Linked DNA regions of Mus musculus: all the other regions are linked to region 3. The links are chromatin contacts, called in public promoter capture Hi-C maps. All regions are on one chromosome and are shown on one strand. The core of a region is the stretch at or near the end of the contact, and the rest is flanking DNA. Distances in the headings are between cores, read along the strand shown.

Region 1 (2,700 bases), core at 124-2,623, 2.7 Mb before region 3:
AATACCAACAAGGGCCCCGCTTTCAGCCTTCCCTACACCTGCACCAGGAACCAAACCAAGGGTTCAGAGAGGAAATCAGAAAGTGGAAGGTGGCCAGAAGCAGTGGCGTTGGGACTGAGGCTGGCCACCTGCATATGAGACCAGGAGAGGCCAGCTCCTCTAAAAATCCTATGGGATTTCAGGGTCCTTCTCTGGGAAGTGTCTCCAGGAACATTTGGCCAGGGTGCAGGTTGGGGGGGGGGGGGCAAAGAGGAGGGGTGGAAAGGGTCAGAGGAGACCCAAGCATCTTTCCAGCTGAGTGGACAGACCAGGAGTTTCCAGGTCGTGGAAGCTTGGGGCACCCAATGCCTTCAGCTCCAACCCCGAGGTCAGATCCTGTGCTGGGCGACAGAACACAGCTGTGATCTCTCCTGCCTGTGATCACTCCAGTCCCGCCGCCAGTCCCGTTTCTATGAGAAAGGATTTAGGGGCTGCCCCACGTGGGCACTGCTTTTTCATGATGAACTCTCTCCAGCAGCATCCCGCAAGAAGCCCAGACGTCTACTGGGGACCTCAGAGCAGAGGAGGAGGAGGAGGAGGAGGAGGAGGAGGAGGAGAAGGGTTAGGGGAGATAAAGCAGCTGGCCAAGGTCAGCCGGGGGCAGGAAGCCCTTTTCTAAGTTCCAGACCAGCCCCACCTACAAGCCAGTCTCTCGCACTGACCCCTCTGTCATTCCTTCCCTTATCTGATCAAACACCAACAAGTGGGACACAAAAGTTCATTGGATTCTCTAACCAGGCGGGTTCAGGACAGAGTTTCAGGTAACGTTAGCTTGAGTTGTACCCGCACAAGAGTCCTAGACTCTCCCAAATTGTTTGGATTGGAAAGCAGACACAGTTCGGTGGCCTCACTTTACAGACGCGGTAAAAAAGAAAGAGGCACGACGCAGCGGATTCCTTTGTTATGTGTAAGTCACATCCCTGAGGGGGCCGGGGGGGGGGGGAGGCCAGGCTGTCACCGGGTGTCCAGGGTCACCACTCAGTGCAAAAGCTACTTATCACAGCCCCAAGGCCCCAGGGCAGAGAGCACAGAGGCACGTTCGCCTCTCCTACCCCTGAGCGTCCCCCTCCAGGCTCTGCTCAAGTTTGTCAACAGTAGGAGTAGAGGGAGGGCGTCGCTGAGAACTTCCGAGCGGCGGGCAGAACAGGGGCGAGGCCAGAGGGACTCACCAGACGCGGCGAAGAGGCCAGAGGCGCAGAGTAGCATGCCGCACAGCGCGGCCAGCACACGGGAGACCTGCATGCTGCGGGACGCGGGAAAAGGTCCACGCGCTCTGATGCTGGGACTCGAGAGTTCCTGCGTCCGCTCCTCTCACTCCGGAATAAATCAGGCGCCTCAGCTCCGCCCACTGGCCCAAGGGCTCCGCCCCGTACAGCCCCGGGCGGACTCTGGGCGGAGCTCCGAGACCACAGTGGGAAGAGGGAGGGCTGAAGTGGGGGGTCCAGTGCCTCAGCCTCCCGGCGAGCCACGCCCTGATGCCGCTGCCAGTCCTCAGCCTGAGGCCAGGCCCCGGCTTCCTGAATAGACTGGACAGGGGGAAATTGCTCAGGAGGAATTTTAACAAGTGGCTGGATAATGGAGTGCTTTCCTAAGCATGCTGGAGACCCTAGATTCGATCCCCAACCCAGCAAAGATAAATAAAATAAAATAATCCAGGAGTGGTGGTGGCTCACGCTTGTACTCCCAACTGTTAGGAAGCTGAATCAGGAGGATCAGACAGTTCCAGATCGGATCCCCAGAGTGGGCTCCATCCATATTGAGTTCCAGACTAGTCTGGGCTATAGAATGGGACCCTGTTTCCTAAATGTGTGAGTTTATTGATTATTTGTTGTTTAGTTAATTAAAAATAACTGTTTAGAGTTTAAATGCTAATTCTTATCTGTAATCAGAGAACAGCAAATTCAGGCTACAATGAGTACAGTGTTTCCTCCTTTATCAGATCGGCAAGTGTCAGGCTGTTAACAGCAGAGGCTGTGGGGCAAACAGGCTGAGGCACGCGGACCTTGGACAGAGTATACGCCAGCTCAGCTTCTTTATTTGGTAATGTCTTTCAAAATGTCACATATCAACGCCTTAAGACCTAGCAGTAATGCTTAGAGATGCACAACCATTCCATTAGATAGACATCTGTGCAAAATGACACTACAGGATGACATAACGTCTTTAGAAACCATGAAAAGGCCAAAAAAAAAAAAAAAAAAAAAAGGAATTGGCAAACTTGTGTAAAAGTCCCAAATTAGAAATATTTTAGGATTTTGGCCACTGTGGTGGTTCAAGCCTATAATGCCAGCACACTGGATTATTAAAGGAAGTCCAAGGCTAGCTTGAACAACATGGTGAATCTTCAGCTACCCTAACCACCAGAATGAGATTCTATCACAAAAAGAGAGAGAGAGAGAGAGAGAGAGAGAGAGAGAGAGAAGGAAAGAAGGAAAGAAAGAAAGAAAGAAAGAAAGAAAGAAAGAAAGAAAGAAAGAAAGAAAGAAAGAAAGATAGAAAGATAGATAGATCTGGCTAAAGAAATGGCTCAGTGGGTAAAGCATTTGCTGAGCGAGTGCGGCTACCTCAACTCAATCCCCACAAATCGATCAGGAAGGCAGACAGAAGCAGAGAGCCCAAGTCCACAAAGCTGACCTCTGACCCACGCACCCACCCAGTGTC
Region 2 (2,700 bases), core at 120-2,619, 2.9 Mb before region 3:
CCTACAGAGCAGTGCTCAAGTCTCCGAAGCAGGTCTGAAACTAAGCCGGATTCCCTGTTTTTAGCCCCACCCCACCCTCATCCCTTCAACTCTTGGGGTTTCCATGCCCAGGAGTTTGAGAACCACAGTTTCCGACCCAGTGACAATGAACTGGGGCCCCTATCTTAGGTTTCATTTCCTCTCCCCTGAGCGGTATGACCCACAAGCCCCGCACCCCAGCGGAGAGAAAGGAACATAGCCTAGCGCCTCTGTGTTTTATCTCCCCGAGTGGCAAAGCGAATGCAGATCCATATATATTCTTCCTTTGGCCTCTCTCTCTCTGGTGTGTTCTGCAAGCGCTCCCCTCTTAGAAAGCTGAGTCTGTTTCTGATCCGCGCATACCTCAGTTTGTTTATTAGAATACTGAACGTTCCCTGCGTGTTAGGAATAAGCAACAGGGGCTCCATGATTCAGGGGAGGAGTTTTCTTGTCGCTATGAGAGACCAGCCAGGGGCATCCAGAAGAGTCCAGAGCAGAGAGGAAAAGCAGCAGACTGCCTGCCCATGGACAGGACCATCTCTCAGGAGCAGAGAAAATAGGAGTGGGGAGCTAGAGAAGAGAATAGTAAGAGCGGCAGGGGGTAGAGTGGGGATATTGCTGGTTTTAAGGAAAACGGACGGGGCTGAGGTGGAAGGGCCTGGGAGCTAGCAGAGCGGAGGAGTCAGGGAGGTGAGAGGGGTCAGAAGGCCAGTGCAGAACAGGTACATGTGAACATGTGTCATGTGAAGGAGTCTGCAGGCTAGCATGGGCTGTCATGTGGACCCACAGAACTGTTCTGACAGGTTTCTGAGGAACTCTTTGTGAGAACTTTGAGCTATACACAAGAAACCCTATAGTCCAGCTTGAGCTGCGGGCCAGACTGTCATTTTGGACAAAGACAGTGGGCCTGCCCTTTATTTCAGGGGGCTGGGGAGGGTTCTTGGAATTTTTCCTTTTGGACCTAATAATAGGTATCACTCTAAGGATTCTAAGTCCCAGCCCAGGAGACTAGAACCCAGGAGGAAGAACAGCCTGGCTTGAGGCCCTCTAAAGGTCTGCTGCTGTTTGTCAACTCTCCCAGGTAGAGTCTCTGCCCAATGAGGCACCAAGGACTAGACCCTCCTCCTCCCCCAACCCCTTGCTGCCCTTCCCAGTTAATGGTACCAGCATCTCAAGAACTGCTTGCTCTGTCCTCAGAAAACCTCCCAGGGTAGCACACTGACAGCAGGTCCCAGAAGTTGTGGGACCTTCCCCAGGCTCCAATCCCGGAGATGTTTATTCTCTGGGTGGAGGGTGAGAAAAGCAAAGAAAGATGTTGCAATCCACTCCGTCCACGTCAGACACGTCATCCGAAAGGGAGGAGTAGGGCAGGGCCAGAGGAGGGACAGCCTGACGCGGCCACCAGCCCTGACTCAACCTGCCAGCCCCCTTACCTGGCCAGCCTTGAGGAGATGGAACAGCCCAGGCTACAAGGCCTGCCCCCACTCCTCAACTTCCCTTGATAATGAACCAGAAACTGAAACTAAAACAGGCAGGCTCCCCGTTAGAGATGAGTCACTTCCCAAAGTGACTGAAGTAGCCGAGAAGTGGAAACAGAGGGGCAGAAGAGAACCCAGGGCACTGAGACAGGTGAGAGCAGGTACCAACCACATAGCTGCCCAAACTGGGAGGCAATGGGAGGGGGCTTCGAGGTGGGACAGCCAGACAGGACCAGCAAGCTCTGGGACCTATAGCACACAGAAGCTGAAGGCTGGCAAGAGGCCAGCTTCTGTTGCCAGGTGGCACTGGAGATAATGGGCAGGGCTCAGGGTGTAGTTTGGCAGGGTGGTGGCCCAGGATGCCTGGAGGGCTGTTGGTTCTTGACTGACAGCCTGGCTCTCCCCCACCCCCCACCTCCCCATCCTCCAGGGCTTTCTGAGGGTCGCCAAGGAGCATGGCAGGCATCCCAGAGGTGGTGGCCATGGACTGTGAGATGGTGGGGCTTGGGCCTCAAAGGGTGAGTGGCCTCGCCCGCTGCAGCATTGTGAACATCCATGGCGCAGTCCTGTATGACAAGTACATCCGACCCGAGGGAGAGATCACGGACTACAGAACCCAAGTCAGCGGGGTCACGCCTCAGCACATGGTGAGGGCCACGCCATTTGGTGAAGCCAGGCTAGAGGTAAGTGAAGAAGGAGCAGGAGTCGAGGCACATTTGTCCTTCCACCTCAGCTCCTTCCTAGGGTCTGTGGTCTGTGACTCTCCCATGAGGAATTTCTCACATATTTGAGGGAGGGAAGGACTCTGGGTCTCCCTATCACAGCCCTCAACTAAGTTAGTCTCCCCACCACCAGAGAATCTTAGGCTCCCATCTGCAGCTGTTTTCAGGGCATCTTTCTGGTCCAACTTTCCGGTCTTATGATGGGGACATTGAGTCCCACCTGATGTTCCTTCTCTTCTACATCGCACTGCTCTGGTGAGCCTGTGAAATGAGGTTCTGAGGCTGAGCTGGCTCTGACTCAGAGGCCAGAGGCTCCTGGGCTGAAGGAGACTGTGTTCCCAGACTGCGTGCTCTGGGCCACTGAGGCCCGAGGTTCTTACCCTTTAACCTTGTGTCCATGTCTTCCAGACATGTAGGACACGGAGCTGAGCACTCTAAGGGCTGCCCATCCTCCCACTGGGCCGCCAGATAGATCAGGCTTG
Region 3 (2,700 bases), core at 49-2,548:
GGTAGCTAAGGATGACCTTGAACCAGGGACTCCCTCTGCCTCCATCTCTTAGTGCTGGGATTTCAGATGAGCCCCCATCAAAGTCAGTTCATGAAGTGCACGAGGACAGAGCCTTAAGATTTGTGCACACAAAGCAAGCACGATCAACTACACCCCCAGCCTCTATTAAGTTATTTCCATAAATATGATTCTGAATTTTAAAAAAGCCCAAGCATGGATGAGAAGGAATAGAAATGATATGCAGCAAGTGTCTAGGTAGACAAGAAAGATTCAGAGCAGCCCGAGAGACTCAGGATACACGCAGACGGCTAAAGCAGCTCGGTGTGGGATGTGGAGGAGGTTGGACTGGCTGGGAAACTGGCCTAGGAGATGGCCTGGAGGAGAGAAGGCGCTTTGGGGAATGAAGGAGGTGGTAAAGGCAAGGAGCGATCATGGAAGATCGTGAGCGATGTCCAGGTTCCCACTGAGACTTCTGGGAGAAGCTTTGCGAGATGCTGCCGTTTGGACAGTCTTTACCCTTTTGTGCCCATTGTTGGCTGAGTTTTCAAGAAAAGGGAGGGCAGATAGTAGGAGAGCTGGCTTTGGAACAACCGACTGTCCTGGTGCAGGTTCATTTTCCTCACATTGAAAATGAGCCAAATGACCTGTAAGCCTCTGACCTAAAGACAGGAAGGCGCGCACTCTGCTGCCCCCACTGTTGCTCCGGAGCCCACTTCTTTTCCCTTCCCTGGGGCCATACCAACAGGACTCAGGCCCAGGGGGCTTCCTGAGCACACCCTGCTCAAGCAGCTCTTTGGGCGGCACTCTCATGCTCTACACCCAGACGTCTGGGAATATTCCACGAAGAGCCCTAATCTTCAGGACCTGCCAGGCTAGCCGGTGGTAACCTGGCCTCCAAAAACACTCCAGGCAAGGAATGAACGCTGCCTCAGTGTCTTACATCAGGGCATTCCTCTGAGGGTCAGTTCTGCTACAAAAAAAGAAAGGGAGCAGGAGACAGACCAGTGTGCTGAGCAGTGCAGGGCAAGCACTCCACGCTTGTTAACTCGGTCGATTTCCACAATCATACGAGGGAGCAGGTTATTCCCATTTCACAGAGAAATGATACAGAATGTTTCAGTAACTTGATCAAGGTCAAGGGGCGGTGAGTGAGCAACCAAGGTGGAAAACAAATATTTCCACTTGGCACTGGAACATTGGTTGCGGACGTTGATGGCAGCTGTGTGTAGGGAAGGGGTGCGCGCGGGGGGTGGGGTGGGAGGGCGGCACAGTGTTGTTCCAGGAGCATCTGTCCCCACAGGTCTCTGAGCCGATCTCGCGGGCCTGCGGGCTCTGACACCCTCAGATCTGGCTCCACCCTCTGCTGGCCCTTGGCTCAGCCCAGCTCCGTTCCAGCTCGAGGATGCCCAGCTCCCATCTGTGACCCGCGTCCTTCGCCGGGCCCTTCCTTTTCCCATTAAAGCAAGCGTCCTGGGGCGCTTGTCTCCTCGCGGTGGCTGCTGAGCCCTTGCGTTCGTTAGCAGGAGCCTGGTGGGGACGCCTCTGGGGATCGTACAGCGGCCCTAGAGCACCCGGGTGGTGCCTCTCTCTGTGCGCGCCGGGCAGCTACGGGCGACGGGGACGCGCAGAGGAGACGCGGCCGGGGGCCGCCTGGAAGGGCAGCGGCGAGGGGCGCGGCGCCGCCGGAAGCTGAGCCAGGGGACCCCCGGCGCGATGCGGTGAAAGAAGAGCGACCCGGAGGTGGCAATGAGTGCCTCTGCGGCCACGGGGGTTTTTGTGCTGTCCCTCTCAGCCATCCCGGTCACCTACATCTTCAACCACCTGGCGGCCCAGCACGAGTGAGTGAGCGCGCGCGGGGTAGACAAGAGCCCGCAACTTTTCCGCGGGTTTGGGACCGCGGCTTTGGGACTGGGTAGCTTCCAGAAACGCCACGCCCGCAGCATGAGGGAGGCACCAGGGTCACCCGGCCCTAGGTCCTCAAACTGGGCTAGGGCAGTTCAAGGTCTGAGAGCTGGGCGCCTGCTCTTTGCCAGTACTGGGTGGGTAGCTGATATTACCAAGGTCAATACCGAAATGCCCCTGCCTCCGAGGCTCTCAGACACTAGAGGGGTGCAGAGCAACACGGAAGGCACGAACCGCCTTATTTGAAAGGAACGCTTTCCTTGTATGGACTTTCACATACTTACCATTTTATAATTTTAGAAACTGTTGTGAGCGGCTAACAGAAATAACCATGGTTTTCTGAGCCTTTGCTACTAACAGGGTGACCTGGCTTTAGTGTTCTGGTCTGTCTTTGCACCTCAAGGATCTTGTGGGAACTTTGTGCAAGGGCGCTGTGAAAGGGATAGAGGTTCGATGCTGGCCAGGAGCAAAGGTTCAGTGATCAGTTTAATGCTAAGGAACCGACGAATTCTGTAAGGGCTCTGGGTCCCAGTCTTGGCTTTCACTTCTCTAAAGGGATCACTGACTGACGAGCCCCCATGGGCAGCCGAAGGCCTGGGTGGTCAGTGGAAAGGCGCCAGCGGTGGCCCTGCTGAAGTTGATTGTGGGCTGCTGGAGGAGGAAGTAACTGGCTGTGCTTTTCATAGCAGTTGGTGCTAAGGAAATTGCATCAATCTATACCCTGCAGCCCGTGCCAGACCTCCAGACTGCTAGCGGAGTATGCACACAGTCAATGGTTTTCTCTCACTGCTGAGGTCA
Region 4 (2,700 bases), core at 97-2,596, 2.0 Mb after region 3:
TCGAAGGACTCCGCACCAGCGCCAGGGGAGGCGGGGCCTTCGAAGAGCACCGGCCGCGCCTCGCTAGACAGCAGCAGCAGGTCGGCCACCAGCTGCATCTTGCCCTTGCAGTGATCACAGATAGATACCAGCCTCTTCCGCGGCTGCGAGCTGGCCCCGCCGACGGCGCTCCCAGGAGCCGGAGAAGCCGCCTCGCCAGTGGGCTTCCCGGCGCTGCCGCTAGCCATCGCGCCCAGGGGGCACTGGCATGCCGCTGGGGAGCCCGCTACCACCGCCGCCGCGACTCAGCTGGCCAGGGCCGCGCTGCCTTCCGCGCACCATCATGCCACCCACCGCGGCGGGCACAGAGATCCGGGTGGCGGCGGCCGGTGGCCGGGCGTCGCAGGGCGGGCCCAAGCCCGCGGCAAGCTCTTCGGGGCGCTGTGTAGCTCGCGGGAACCGTGAGCCGGGGCACGGCAGACTCCTAGTCCGCGCCCCTCTTCACTAGCCTACCAGAAAAGTCCCCGCTGCCGGGCTGTCGCCACCTTCCTGGGCATGGCCGGCCGGGCCGCCGGAGCGGAGAGGGCGGGACGGGGAGGCTGGGAGTTGTCCTTCCTTCCTTCCTTCCTTTGAAATCAAAATCCTCTGCTCCTAGAGGAGCGCGGGCGGCGGCCCCGGCAGGCTTTGCTGTCAGCCGCTGCGCTGCGGCTATCCGGCTCAGCAGCGCACGTGGGCTTCAGGGGCGGCGACCCCGCCAGACGGTACAGGCTGGCGACGGCGGCCGGAGCTGACGCCCGGGGGCGCGCGGCCGCATCTCCTGCTCCGGCTCTTAGGGCGCTGGGCGGCCACTGGGCCGAGGGCGTGGCTGGCTCTGTGGCGGCCGCGCGGAGTCAGTCGGGCGGGAGGCTGCAACGCAGGGTGCTGGGCGGCCGCGCCTTCCCGCCTGGCGGTTCAGAGTGCGCGGCCCGGCGCCGCGGCGGCACGCCCTCCCCTCCTGAATGGCCTGCGGCCGGCGACCGGCTGTCGTGGAGATTCCATCTGTGTTTCCCCGCAGAGCCCGCGGGCCCCGCGCATCCGACGCCCCAGGGTGGTCGGCTCAGAAGGTGAGCGCGGCGTCGCGGAGGCCGACCCGGGCCCGGACTCCTGCCATGTTTGTCAACCAGCAACTTCCGAGCGACCTCCGAGCAACTGAAAGGAAGGGAGGAGACCGCAGGCCAGGGGACACCCGCCTGCCCGCGCACGGTTGCAGTTTTCGCCTCCTGGCGTCCGCCTCGCCCCCGGCTCGCCGCCGCCACCTCGGCCGTAACCTCCCCGGAGCCTATAGGAATCTTTTGTGTGGCGTCACCGCCTTTCGTTTAAATCCCGCTTCCTCCTCTCGCCCTTCCTCCCGCCCCCTCCGCCGATCCCGGATGCTTGCGCGATGCGCTGCTCCTCCCCCGGGAAGCTGGGGGCCGTGGGAGGACGCCGCGCCCAGCCCCGACGCTGCGGCCCTGGGGCCGGTGGTCCCTGCATCCGGAGAGGCTGGGAAGCGTGTGTGGTGGGGAAGGCCCGCCCTCGCTCCGCGCCCAGGCGCTGTGTATACCCTGGGGACACCGGGGCGCAGCCGCTAGTGGCCTTACGTAAGCTCTCAGCATGCCCCAGGACTCGATGCTTCCTCCCTGCCGAGGGAGCTAGTGTAAAAGGTGATCTGTTTTGCTTGCTTGGGGAGGATGCCACTCATTACTCCCGGGATCTCCCCACCGCCTCCGGATTCCAGTCACCTCTGAGATTCGATGACTTTTGCAAGCCCTCCTCCGCCCTTTGTTGTGTTGGACCCTCTCCTGTGGGTGGGTTTCCGTGAAACAGTGAAAAGGAGCTCTGATCACGCTTGAGTCCCCACAGCTTGTTTGACTCAGTGATAGACCCTCCCTGAGGTTGGTCTTACCCCCCCCCCCCCCAGCCGTTTAGGAGTTGTGTGACCTTGGGCAAGTTTTCTCTCCCAAGTTACTGTAGTCAGGTAGTGTATGGTGACCTCGGTTCCAGCTGGCTAGAATTCCAATGTGCCTTGATCAGCAGTTCGCCCTTTCCTGACTCCATCTATATAATGGAATAATAGCAACCATTGTTAAGTAAAGAGCCAGTCTCTGGAGGTAAACACTGTTATCTCTGGGTTACAGGCTGGGAAACTGGTGGCCCAGATGGCTCCCCGCCCTGTAACGAGGAATTAAACGGAGGACCTTGAGCTACTGTACTTTTTATTTATTAATTTAACTGTGCAGACAGGCTTTGAACTTCTGGCGATCCTCCTTCAGGGTCTGTAGTTGGTGATTGTAGGCCTGTGCCATAGGGCTTTGTGGCCAGGTGGACTAAGTGACTCCCTAGGCTCTTAACAACAGCAGTGGCTAAAAGAGAAGGTCCCCTAAACCCACTGGCCACACCCACTCCCTTTCTTTGTGCAGACCTTGTCTGCCAGAAACTCCTGGAACACCTGGGCCTCCTCCCAGTAAAGCACTCTCTCAAGAGCCCTGAAGTCTTCTGCTGGTGCCCAGCACTGCCAGTGTGTGCTCAGCCAATGGAAATGTTTGTTCTTCTGTCTCTTCGTAGGACCTCCACGTCCTACATTTTTAAGCCAGTTATAAGTGTTATTTATAAGTTGGATGGCCTCAAATTTATCGTCCAAACCCCAATAGTTTACAGAATAAATTATGAGTCAAGTTATTAATATAAGTTAATGAGGAACAA
Region 5 (2,700 bases), core at 97-2,596, 2.5 Mb before region 3:
AAAAAGTTAATGTTGCCGGGCGTGGTGGCGCACGCCTTTAATCCCAGCACTCGGGAGGCAGAGGCAGGCGGATTTCTGAGTTCGAGGCCAGCCTGGTCTACAAAGTGAGTTCCAGGACAACCAGAGCTATACAGAGAAACCCTGTCTCAAAAAACCAAAAAAAAAAAAAAACAACAACAACAAAAAAAAGTTAATGTTAATAAAAAAACAGGTAGCCAGGCAATGGTGGCACATGCCTTTAAACCCACCATTGGGAGGCAGTGGCAGGTGGATTTCTGAGTTCGAGGCCAGTCTGATCTACAAATTGAATTCCAGGACAGCTAGGGATATACAGAGAAACCCTGTCTCAAAACAAAACAAAAACCAAAAATTAATAAATAAAATAAATTAAAAACAGGTACTATGTTATTCATGTATCGGGGTAGACATTCATACAAACAATTTAATAAGTGTTATTAGATGCACACATGGAATGCTTATTTAATCTGTATAGATTGTTAACAGATTTACAGCTGAATGGTGCAGTCCTAGAAGGAGTTTGGAACTAGAAGGAGTTTGGAAGGAAGGTTTTGTGGGAAGATGGGATGAAGCCATCTGTTTCTTTAGTGAAGTAAAGGATTCCCCTCAGGGATCGCCCTCACCCTCAGCTGCTGGTTTTTAACAACTTCTCATATTTCAGTGTGGAGACCTAAATGTAGAAGAGTGATTCCCGAGAGGAATCCTTTGCTTCACTAAATAGTAATGCCTCTGCTTCTCCTCTACCATCCTAAGCACCTTCACATGCTTAGCTAGCCAGGAGCTTGTTGATTCTGGGCACTGTGCACAAGCTGCACCCTCAATCTAAAGTAGAATTTCGGTCCACTGCTTCATTGATCTTGACGGTGCACTCAGGTGGTTATTTACGAATGTATTGAACATTCACTGCTTCTGGGACGGACGGACACACACACTCACACTCACACTCACTCTCACTCACTCACTCACTCACTCACTCACTCACTCACTCACTCACTCACTCACTCACTCACTCACTCACTCATGCGGGCGCGCGCGAGGTGCTTCCGATGCAAAAGACCTGACCCTCCATCAATTGGTTCAATCTCTTCTGCACTGACTTCAACTACAGAGCTCTAAGAAAGCTTAACCCGGCCATACCATAACGCGCATGCTACTCTGAGGTTCCCCCCAAAGCGTGTGAGCCGGTTGCACCTCCCTCTCCCGCGAATTTGGGCCATCATCTCCGCAAAGATTCCCCCACTTTGTCATCTAAAATGGTACGCCCTACAGAGTTAGGAAGTCGGAAGTGCACCTCGGGGGCGGGACCTGTTGCTCTGGGCAACGGAAGTGCGGCTGCGTGGAGTAGAGCGGGAATTTTGGAAGGATCCCGAGCTGAGGTTGAGGTGACTGTTCAGGGTCTGTGCTTACAAGGAGGGAGGAAGTGGGACGGTGAGGACAGGCAGGGTCCCCTTGCGACGTGGCGTCCCGCCGTGCCTGGTTTCTGCGCAGGGGTCGGGGACATCAGCTTTGGCGGGTTTTTGCGAGGCTCGCTCCGTTCTGCCCTCCCTATTGGCCCTGCCCTGCAGTGTCAGCGCCTGCTTCTGGAGGGTCCCGCAGCCGGGTTTCGCGCGTGGAGCCCAGTGCCAGTGGGAAGAGAGGCCATTGACTTCGCATAGGATAGGCAGGATACTCAAGACGTGCACTGTCGAGCAGAACGGAGCTCCAAAAGCTAACGACCCCACCAGATGTTTTATTTAATTTCTCCATTTACATAGCGTTTATTTTAATATACAAAGCAATCACCCAGCCACCACTATAAGCACTTAGTATATTTTCGGCACCGTATATAGAAGTTAAGGTAGTAAAATCTACATTAGCTGCCTTATTTTATAGTTTCTGTTTCCTTTTAGTTTTGTTTTTGAGTCAGTGTCTTATATTGGCTACAGAGTGTGCCTGGTCATGTTTCCACCTGAGTGCTGGGATTACAGGAGAGCATCAACATGCTAGGTGTATACAAGTCTAGGGTTATGACGTCATCCAGCCCAGGGCGGCAGGCCTGCTAGGCAGTTCTACCGGCAGAGTTACGCCCTCTGGCCCACATCAGATATTTCTTATGTCCTTAATATAAGCTTGTTACTGTGCTCAAGATAACGATAAACCAAACTGGAAATACTCATGGAACTGTAGACCAGTGGGGGACCTAGCCATTAATTTAAAATGTAATATTAGAACTTGCCGGGGGAGGGAGGGGGGCTGGTGAGATGTCCCAGCAGTTAAGAGCATTGACTGTTCTTCCAGAGGTCCTGAGTTCAATTCCCGACAACCACCTGGTGGCTCACAACCATCTATAGGAGGATCTGATGCCCTCTTCAGGCAGGGGGATGTATATGCAGCAGAGCACTCATACATCAAATAAAATTGTTTAAAAAGTTAGTGACATTGTGGAAGGAATTTCACTGGTGTTTGTAGAGGAGGTAACACCGGAGCATCTGAGAGAGAGTGAGTTGAGCCGAGGTCTGAAGACTTTGTAGAAATTGAGAGCAAGGATGGGTATCTTTGTTTCAGATGAGAAATCGTTTATAAGGGTGTTGGGGATTTGAAGGACAGAAAACAATTTATTGTTCTTAGAAGAGTGATAAAATCAGAAACAGAATTAGCTCTGTGTACCTTTTCACGACCTCCGGCTTGGGTGGTGGTTACGTG

What was found. Promoter capture Hi-C pulls out the DNA fragments that hold promoters and counts their contacts. Capture Hi-C pulls out chosen DNA fragments and counts their contacts.
Region 1: a contact with region 3 is called in a promoter capture Hi-C map of pre-B cells, with 3 times the contacts expected there. The contact joins the promoter of Mfge8 here to the promoter of Tm6sf1 in region 3. A contact is called at or near these places in 2 of 39 promoter capture datasets (liver and pre-B cells) and 1 of 9 other capture datasets (liver).
Region 2: a contact with region 3 is called in a promoter capture Hi-C map of liver, with 6 times the contacts expected there. The contact joins the promoter of Isg20 here to the promoter of Tm6sf1 in region 3. A contact is called at or near these places in 2 of 39 promoter capture datasets (both in liver) and 1 of 9 other capture datasets (liver).
Region 4: a contact with region 3 is called in a promoter capture Hi-C map of liver, with 2.4 times the contacts expected there. The contact joins the promoter of Tlnrd1 here to the promoter of Tm6sf1 in region 3. A contact is called at or near these places in 2 of 39 promoter capture datasets (liver and pre-B cells), 2 of 115 datasets of contacts at active chromatin or transcription factors (astrocytes and extraembryonic endoderm stem cells) and 2 of 9 other capture datasets (adipose tissue and liver).
Region 5: a contact with region 3 is called in a promoter capture Hi-C map of liver, with 3 times the contacts expected there. The contact joins the promoter of Fanci here to the promoter of Tm6sf1 in region 3. A contact is called at or near these places in 2 of 39 promoter capture datasets (liver and pre-B cells).

Annotation. Positions count from the first base shown.
Region 1 is chr7:79,147,687-79,150,386 of GRCm38.p6, forward strand. It overlaps Mfge8 (milk fat globule-EGF factor 8 protein), which reads right to left and starts at 1,374. Exons shown (of 9, transcript NM_001045489.1): 1 at 1,209-1,374. The coding sequence starts at 1,281.
Region 2 is chr7:78,912,396-78,915,095 of GRCm38.p6, forward strand. It overlaps Isg20 (interferon-stimulated protein), which reads left to right and starts at 1,370. Exons shown (of 4, transcript NM_020583.5): 1 at 1,370-1,647; 2 at 1,927-2,179. The coding sequence starts at 1,952.
Region 3 is chr7:81,857,703-81,860,402 of GRCm38.p6, forward strand. It overlaps Tm6sf1 (transmembrane 6 superfamily member 1), which reads left to right and starts at 1,299. Exons shown (of 10, transcript NM_145375.4): 1 at 1,299-1,838. The coding sequence starts at 1,747.
Region 4 is chr7:83,882,995-83,885,694 of GRCm38.p6, forward strand. Tlnrd1 (talin rod domain containing 1) reads right to left here and starts at 1,347. Exons shown (of 1, transcript NM_030705.4): 1 at 1-1,347. The coding sequence starts at 227. It also overlaps a transcript of Mesd not described here.
Region 5 is chr7:79,390,992-79,393,691 of GRCm38.p6, forward strand. Fanci (Fanconi anemia, complementation group I) reads left to right here and starts at 1,347. Exons shown (of 38, transcript NM_145946.2): 1 at 1,347-1,400. It also overlaps a transcript of Rlbp1 not described here.